2 separate regions of the Mus musculus genome follow, and region 1 is linked to region 2. A link is a contact called in public promoter capture Hi-C data. All regions are on one chromosome and are shown on one strand. Each heading gives the region's core, a stretch centred on a gene start, on an enhancer-like site or on the middle of the called end of the contact. The rest is flanking DNA. Distances are from core to core; before and after follow the strand shown.

Evidence for each region. Promoter capture Hi-C pulls out the DNA fragments that hold promoters and counts their contacts.
Region 1: a contact with region 2 is called in a promoter capture Hi-C map of 3T3-L1-derived adipocytes, with 3 times the contacts expected there. The contact joins the enhancer-like site here to the promoter of Rims4 in region 2. A contact is called at or near these places in 20 of 39 promoter capture datasets (the 3T3-L1 cell line, 3T3-L1-derived adipocytes, the HPC-7 cell line and 13 more), 1 of 484 Hi-C or Micro-C datasets (forebrain) and 1 of 9 other capture datasets (adipose tissue).

The regions. Positions count from the first base shown.
Region 1 is chr2:164,008,084-164,012,242 of GRCm38.p6, forward strand. Ywhab (tyrosine 3-monooxygenase/tryptophan 5-monooxygenase activation protein, beta polypeptide) reads left to right here. Exons shown (of 6, transcript NM_018753.6): 2 at 3,519-3,821. The coding sequence starts at 3,522. Among named protein-coding and RNA genes, the nearest start is that of Ywhab, 15 kb to the left of the region's middle. Within about 2 kb of position 1,373, at least 68 of the 459 cell types and tissues checked have an H3K27ac peak or open chromatin away from gene starts, as enhancers often do. A contact at or near this core is called in 3T3-L1-derived adipocytes, adipose tissue, forebrain and 2 more, where this site is marked.
Region 2 is chr2:163,916,557-163,920,395 of GRCm38.p6, forward strand. Rims4 (regulating synaptic membrane exocytosis 4) reads right to left here and starts at 2,417. Exons shown (of 6, transcript NM_183023.2): 1 at 2,031-2,417. The coding sequence starts at 2,127. It overlaps Gm35886 (a long non-coding RNA gene), which reads left to right and starts at 2,511. Exons shown (of 3, transcript XR_375201.3): 1 at 2,511-3,638.

The sequences.
Region 1 (4,159 bases), core at 123-2,622, 90 kb after region 2:
GGAGATGCTGTTGTCTGCATTTGTGAACTGAAAATCTTTAGTTTAATGGGATCTTTTCTGTGTGGTGGCAGATTGTGCTTTGACACATGGTGCTGTTGCCTTTCTGTGTTCTTTGTTCTCCCAGTCGTGCCTGTTCAGAAACTTAACAGATGCATATTTGAGCAGTTTGTGGCATTATGTCTGAATCCTTCCTTTGAGAGTAATGTGTGGGAAACTAAGTGGTAGAGCTTTCTCCACTACCATAGACCAGCGTAAAGAAGCCCTAGACTTAGGGTGCAGGTTTGTGTGGATTCAGAGTCCTGGATTGCAGATAGCTCTAGGCAGGTGGATACAGTTTACATAGGCATGAAGTGAAATATCCAGGAGAATATTGTAGATGAAGAGACCTGCATGTTTGAGTGAGGTATGAACAGGGCATGTGGGAATGTGTACCTAAGAACCTCACAGGCTGAAGGACTTTGAAAGCAACCCAGTAGGGTTTCTTAAGTGATACGCTAGTCCAAGGGGACCCTTGAGGTTATTGGGTATGGCTAACGTGGCAGTGAGTCTGTGGGGTACGGGAGTCTGTGGGGTCTGAGGAGTAGGAGCTTAGGATTCTTGAGGAAGGAGAAAATACTGCCAAGTTTGGAGGGTAGGGCCCGGATCTGTTTTACCATCTCATTTAGGAGCTCTTTGTGCATACCAGGCAATGTGCAGGAGACTGGGAGAGACTGGAAATAGAATACAAAATTTGGTTGATTCATTATAACCTTAGAAACAGAACAAAACAAAGTCCAGGGCTGTTACACAATGCTAGAGTGTAATATACATGAGGCTCTGAGTTCGAAGCCAGCCTGGATTACAGACTGAGTTCCAGGACAGCCGTGGCTATACAGAGAACCCTGTATAGAGAAAAAGAAGAAGAAGAAGAAAAAGAAAGATACCACAACCAAAGGCAAGCTAAATGAACAGTTTTAAATATCCGAAATATTGTGGTTTCAAAAGGTGGCACTAGTCACATTTTCTAGTGAATAGCCACATGTAGCTGGTGGCTGTGGTGTAGGGATCATGTGAGGAAGAGCTATTGCCTAGTGAGTGAGTCAAGACAGAAAGTGGATTTGTATGCAGACAGCCATTTTTACAGCAGCACGTGTGAGAGGGTTTGGTGTTTGTTGCTGTTCTCATGATCTAGGAAGACGCCATGGAAACAATCAGAGGATGGTTTTGATAGTTGAGACGTGAGGTAGCTCAAGATGGTGACCTGAAGTGCAGGTTGGGTGTTAGGTAGGCGAAGAAAGAGGGACTGTTTCATTTTTCCTTGTCTGTGCCTTCCTCCAAACTAGTAGATGTTGTGTAACCCATTTCCTGTTGAAATTGGCCCGGCTGCTCCAAATCCATGCTATGTAAGTCTTGAGTTATGTAAGTAAGCATCAGGGCCTTTAGTTAGTGTTTTCTTGTGTGTGTGTGTGTGTGTGTGTGTGTGTGTGTGTGTGTGTCTGCGCACAATTGAAAGTTTTAGAAAATACCCGTTTTCTTTTTAAAGACATACATTTATGTCTGCAGTAACATGATGGTTTTTAATCTTCAAGAACTCTGACAGTGTCAAAGAATCTTAAAATAGTTATTTTGGATTTGTTTATTTATTTTGATTTTTTTGAGACAGGGTTTCTCTGTGTAGCTCTGGCTGACCTGGAGCTTACTCTAGACCAGGCTGGCCTTGGAACTCACAGAGATCCACCTGCCTCTGCCTCCCAAGTGCTGGGATGGATTTATTTCTTTTTATGTATATAGGGGTGTGTGTGTGTGTGTGTGTGTGTGTGTGTATGTATGCATGCATGTGTATGATTATGTGTATGCATGCGTGTGAGTGAGTGTGTGTGTACGTGTGTGTACGCGCGAACGTGTATGCTTGTTGCTCACAGAAGCCAAAAGAGGGCATTGCATCATTGAAGCTAGAATTCTGGGTGGTTGTAAGCTGCTACAAGCATGAAGGGATTTGAACCCAAGTCCTCTTGAAAGAGCAGCTCTTCCCTGCTGAGTCAACTCTCCAGCCCCTGGCACTTCTCTTTGATGCTGCATGTCTAGTGTGGCATAGTCCCTCAGGAACTTGTTCTGTAGAAAGTCACCATTGGTGGGCTGCGCATAAGAATGCATGGACTTGTAGGTGACAGCTCTAAGAGAAAGGCCTAGGGTTTTCACTGGTTTTTGCCTGGGAGAACTGTCATTTCTGCTGACATTTCTTCTAGCCAGAATGCTTGCTGTTTGACTCTTAGCTGCTGTGGGATGCTGTGAAGTAGACAGTGAGAAGGGTCTTCTGTATTGGCAGGGTGTAGAGCTAAGGTTACTTTAAAAAAGAAAAAGCATCATGTATGTATTGTTATGTGTACTGTATTATATGTCCACACATTTATCTGTGTACCACATACACTCTGCAGCCAGAAGTGGGGTGAAAGTGGTCAGACCCCCTGGAACCAGCGCTATGAACTGCCCTGTAGGTTTTTGGAATTAAATGCAGGTCCTTTGGATTAGCGGGCAGCATAAACTTCAAAAAAAGTTATTAGGTGGCTGTCAACATGGCTTAGCAAGAAAAGGAGATTGGAGCCAAACTTGATGACCCAAGTTCAATCCCTGGAACCCACGTGGTGCAGGGAGAGAGCCAGCTCCCACAGTTATCCTCCTTTCCCCACACGTGTCCATGCATGCACTCTCCCATGGGCGTGTACACACAAATGAATGTTTAAAATACACAGAAAGTGTTTTAAAAGCACTTTCTGTGTATTGGGGAGGGGGATAGGATAGTGGAACAAAGAAGCTCTAGAAGAAGCAGGCAAGTTTAAAGGCCTTGTATTAAATAATAAAGCGTGAAAACTTCTATATAACGTTTAAAGCTGTAGGCCTTTTGCTGAGGCAGTCTCCAGCAGCCCATCTAACTTAGCCTGACTTCCAGCCTGCCCCAGCCAGGTGACTAGCGGTTTACCTCTCTGCTCTGCTCTGCTCTGCTCTGTCAGTGTCCTTTCCCTGCTGCCTTCAGCTCCTTCAGCCTGTCTCCCCTGCGGCACTCTCTCTGCCCAGAAGGTCCACCCTTGTACTTCCTGCCCCAGTGGTGAGACAACTCCAGATCGCCTCTTTGGTTGCCTAAGCCATTGAGGGTTGTTACAAATAGGAAGCTGGTGATGAGCTGTAGCAATGACAATACCAAAATTCTGCCATCACCAGAATTAACAATTTAAAATACATACCTTAATACAATATGGAAAAGGTCACTCCAACAGTCTTGACTTCCACTGTGTTCTACATGCTGGGCTCTTCTGGGTTCATTGTTTTCTTTCTTTTAATCTTCATGTTTTCTAAGAAGGTAGAAGGGTTTTTGGGATATGCCTACCATGTAGGATGGTTGATAACAGCTGACCAAAATGAGTTTTAAAGCCTTGGCCCAGTCTTGGCTCTGTAGACATTCAGTATATGATTCACATTCTTGATTGCATTGTAAGAGTGTTGGAAACCTGACATTTGCGTTCTCTGTGCTCTTGCTGTTGTAGAAAATGACCATGGATAAGAGTGAGCTGGTACAGAAAGCCAAACTGGCTGAGCAGGCTGAGCGCTATGATGACATGGCTGCAGCTATGAAGGCCGTAACAGAGCAGGGACACGAACTCTCCAATGAAGAGAGGAATCTACTCTCTGTTGCCTACAAGAACGTGGTAGGTGCCCGCCGCTCTTCCTGGCGTGTCATCTCCAGCATCGAACAGAAAACCGAGAGGAATGAGAAGAAGCAGCAGATGGGCAAAGAGTACCGTGAGAAGATCGAGGCGGAGCTGCAGGACATCTGCAACGATGTGCTGGTGAGGGCGGCGCTCCTGCTTTACACAGCATCTCTAGGCATAGCGAGCGGTCCAGATGCAGGCTCTCAGACAGCTTAGGGGAGAGAGAGAGGAGGTGCTCTGCTGGACTCAAGCTAAGAGCCACCTGTCACTTGTTCTAAAGCATGTAACTTGGGTTTTGTCACCGTTTCTTGATCAGTTCATCTTCTCTGGGGTGTTTTCCTTCCCTCAAAAAGACCTACAGCAAACAGGAACATTGCATAAACTTTCCTCCATTTTTCTTTAGAAATTGAAGTCAAATAAAGAGGCTATTTAGAAAGATGCGGCCTCCAGCGGACAGTTCTGGTTTCAGTAGTGAT
Region 2 (3,839 bases), core at 1,167-3,666:
TTGTCTTTGACTCAACTGAAACCTAAAGCAGGTCCGGCAATAAGAGCCAAGGTGTCCGGCCCACAATGAGCGCAGCATGACTTCGGAGAAAAAGCCTGTCTCAGTTGCTCCTACACACCTGTGTTCCTTGCCCTCCCACCCAGCTGGTCTCTTGAGACACAAGTAAGTGGCCGGAGGAACTTTGGGAGAGGGCCCTGCCGGCTCTATCTTCACAGATGCTCCAAGACTCCCCCTACCCTAGCTCCCATCCCTACAGCCAGCCTGATCTCCTCTCTCTGAGTTGGCTGCAGTAGAGGCCACTGCATCAGGGACCCCGCCCCGATTCCACCTCACCTGGTCTTGCTTAGAATATGGATAACTCCTCAGCTCTATGACTGGGAAGCTGAGCTCCCGAGCCTCAGGTATTTGGTCTGTGAGATGGTGAAACCATAGGCTGCATGGGTAACAACCATCTTAACTCCCAACTCCTACCTCCAGGTCAGGAGAAAAATTCCGTCAGGTGCTGGCCCTGACTGTTACCATTCCCTCACCGCCTGGCTCTGGGGGACTTTCTTCTTCCTATCTGTCTTCCTGTAAGTGACAGCCCATCACCCACCACTCCATCCCATAACAGAACCAAGACAGAAAATGCCAGCAGGCAGGGAGTAGAAACCTGAACTCTTGAATTCCCTAAACTGTAACATTTTGGGGTAGTGCATACATGATTTTTTTTCCTCTTAAGAGTTAATCTGTATTTTAATCAGTATTGAACCCACTTGTTCCTACACACACACAACACACACACACACACACACACACACACACACACTCCTCTTTCCCGCCCGCCACTTCTTCATTGACTTCAAATATTCCCAAATTATCAGTTCAAAAACCATTTCATTCCACCCTCCCACCACACAGCATCAGAGGCAGTGTTATCTGCACTTCCTGATGAAGAAACTGAGGCTCAGGTTGGCATGATTTGCCCAAGGTCACAGCTTATTCGGAGGGAATAAAGACTGGAATCGGACTCTAACTCCCAATCTTGGCACTCTTTGGGGGAACTCTCACCCAAACCTTCTAGGTACCCCCACCTGTTGTTGGATTTTCTTCTTTACCCCAAACCAAACTCACTGCTCTCTGTACCCTCTGCCTGGTCCCAGTATCCACGAGCTGGTTTCCTCTCTACCCCTGGACTGTGGCTACCAGTTTTTTTGTGGTGTGTGTGTGTGTGTGTGTGTGTGTGTGTCCAGGCCTAGAAGCAGGTTCGAGTTGCAGGTCCACAGCTGGGTTCAGCCCACCCAGAAAGGCCACTCCAGGGACAAGAACACCTGAAGTCAGGGGCACACACTGAAGGGTAGCACTGCTGTAGTTAGCACTTACACTGCCTTGCACCTCCTTGGGGAGGAAAGACCAGCAGACCCCGGACCAGTTATGTGCGGCTCCCCAGAATCTGACAAGAGTCTGGAGCCCCAGCCTGTGGGGGAAGGGAATGGAGAAACAAATCGGGACACTCAAGGCTTTGGCCTTTGAACAAGGGGGTCTTGGGCAGGGAGCCTCTGGATGCAGCTAAGACAAAGACCTCGGAGAGGTCAGGTCTATGCGCCGCTTCCAACGACCAGGGGTACGTCGGAAGACCAGGGGTGAAGCGGCCTAAAACCCGAAATCTGACTAGGGGGCATATACCAGACTTGGGTAGTGGCAAATCCTGTTGAGAAACAAGTCAGGGAGGGGGTCGCGGGGGAATCCTGCAGGTGCATATAAATAGGGAGACTTGGGTCCAGGCGACCCAAGGGCCCACTTGCGCAAGAAGGACGAGTGCAGATGCTCAAGGGGTCCCTGGGGCGCAGGAGGGGGGACAGGACCAGAGCTCCTCCTAGACTCCTGGGGTCTTGAGGGAGTGGGAGGGGCCCCTGGGTATCTATCCGAGTGGGACCGAGAGTGCAGCGGAGACAGTGGCCGCCTCTCTCGGGCGCTCCGGGTCCCCGAGGGTCCCTGGCTTCTGGACCGGGAGACAACCCCCCGGGGTGGGTGGACCGCAGCGCGCTCACCTGCGTCCTCATCATCGAAGGAGTTCATGCACGGGAAGTAGATGGCGAGCGCCTCGAAGGAGGCGGACAGGCTGAGGCGGCTCTGCGAGCGCTCCATGCCCGCGCCCGCGCCAGGAGCCTCGGCCGCGGCGGCGGCGGGCGGCTTGGGCAGCTTGGCCGCCCCATTCTTGACGCGGAGTACGGCGCGCGGCGTGGTGGCGGCGGCCCGGGGCTCCGCGGGCAGGCGGCGGGGCTGGTGGCCGGGCGCAGAGGGCCGGACACTGGCGGCGCGTGGAGCCCGAGACGCGAGGTGCTCGCGGCGGTGGCGGCGGCGGTGGCGGAGGCAGTGGCGGTGGCGGCGGTGGTGGCGGTGGTGGTGGTGGTGGCGGCGGCGGCGCAGCGCGCTCTGGCCCGCGGCGTCCCCAGCCTGCTTGCCGCGCGGGGCGGGCCGCAGCCGAGCTCCGCAGCCAATCGCCGAGGCCCGGGGGAGGGGGCGCCGCGGGCGGGGCTTGGGAGCCGCGAGGGTGCGGGCTGCGCCGCCACCGCTGCCGCCGCTGCCAACCGGGCAGGTGCACGAGCCCGCCGCAAGGCTGTCTGCGCCCGGCTGCTGCGGCTGAACCTCCGGTGCCCGCTCTGACCCGTGACTGTGAGTCCTCAGACTCACTCCAGAGGCAGGTGTCCAGTAACCCCGATTCATGCAGGCCTCACCCAGATACCCTGAGGCTCCCAGAGGGACACAGTCCAAGAAATCCAAGAAACCTGCATTCACCCACAAGCACCCACAAGGATGTATTCGCTCGGCAAGAGAGATCTCGGACTCCCTCACACTCGGGGACAGAGGGACACCTGGACAAACACCTTCACGGATACCTGAACAGACAGACACTCTATAGACACACAGTGACTCTTTCTGACATAGGAGCAGATATACCCACTGGCAACTTCAGAGGGTACACAGAGACCTGCAGAGTCACAGGGAGCAACAGGCGGGCAGGACATGTCCTCCCACATATTGGAGACCCTCAGACCCCACAAACCCCACAGAAGTTTGGACAGACACACACCTTTTCGTGCACCCACACTTGCTTGCAGACATATCCTGGGAGTCTCTCACAGAGAGGGAACATTAGCACCCCTCCTCCTGTAGTGATCTGTCCCCAAAACTGGGACAGTCACCCTCAGAACACTCATACCTATAGACACAGCCGTACAGACTGAGTCACTCACAGGGATGGATTCATTCTGGTGCACAGACACCCTCAGACTCAAGATCCTGAGACATTGCTGCAGGCTTACACTGGCACACACTCTCAGACACATCCTGATGCCCATGGTCCCCCGATTCACACCCATAGGGACAGATTATCAGAGCCTGGGTATAAAGAGATACACTCAATTGCAAACCTCCTCTGCCCTCCAAACCTGAATGACCAGAGGTCCACTCTACCAGCAGAAGCAGCAATCCTTTCTAATTGCTCTCCCCCTCCCGTGAAGCAGCCCTCTGAAATGGCCTCAGGAAAGGACTGCTCAGTCCCTCCTTTCCGAGGGACCTAGAGGGAGCCCCTCCATCTCACTAACCTACTTCTTCATCGGAGCGATGACAGCAGGAACCCTCTGTTTTGGATGGTTGTGAGTATTTATTTTCTGTTCATTCATAGCCAACCAAGAGGCTTAAAAGCAACAGACCTTTATTAGTGTGCAATCTGTCTAGATTGTAAGTCTGTGCAGCTGAGCTGGGTTCTCTGCTTAGAATGTTACAAAGTATTAGCGAGGGGTGGCTTGTCACTGCCGGCTTTGGAGAAGAGTCGGATTCCATGATGATTCAGGTGC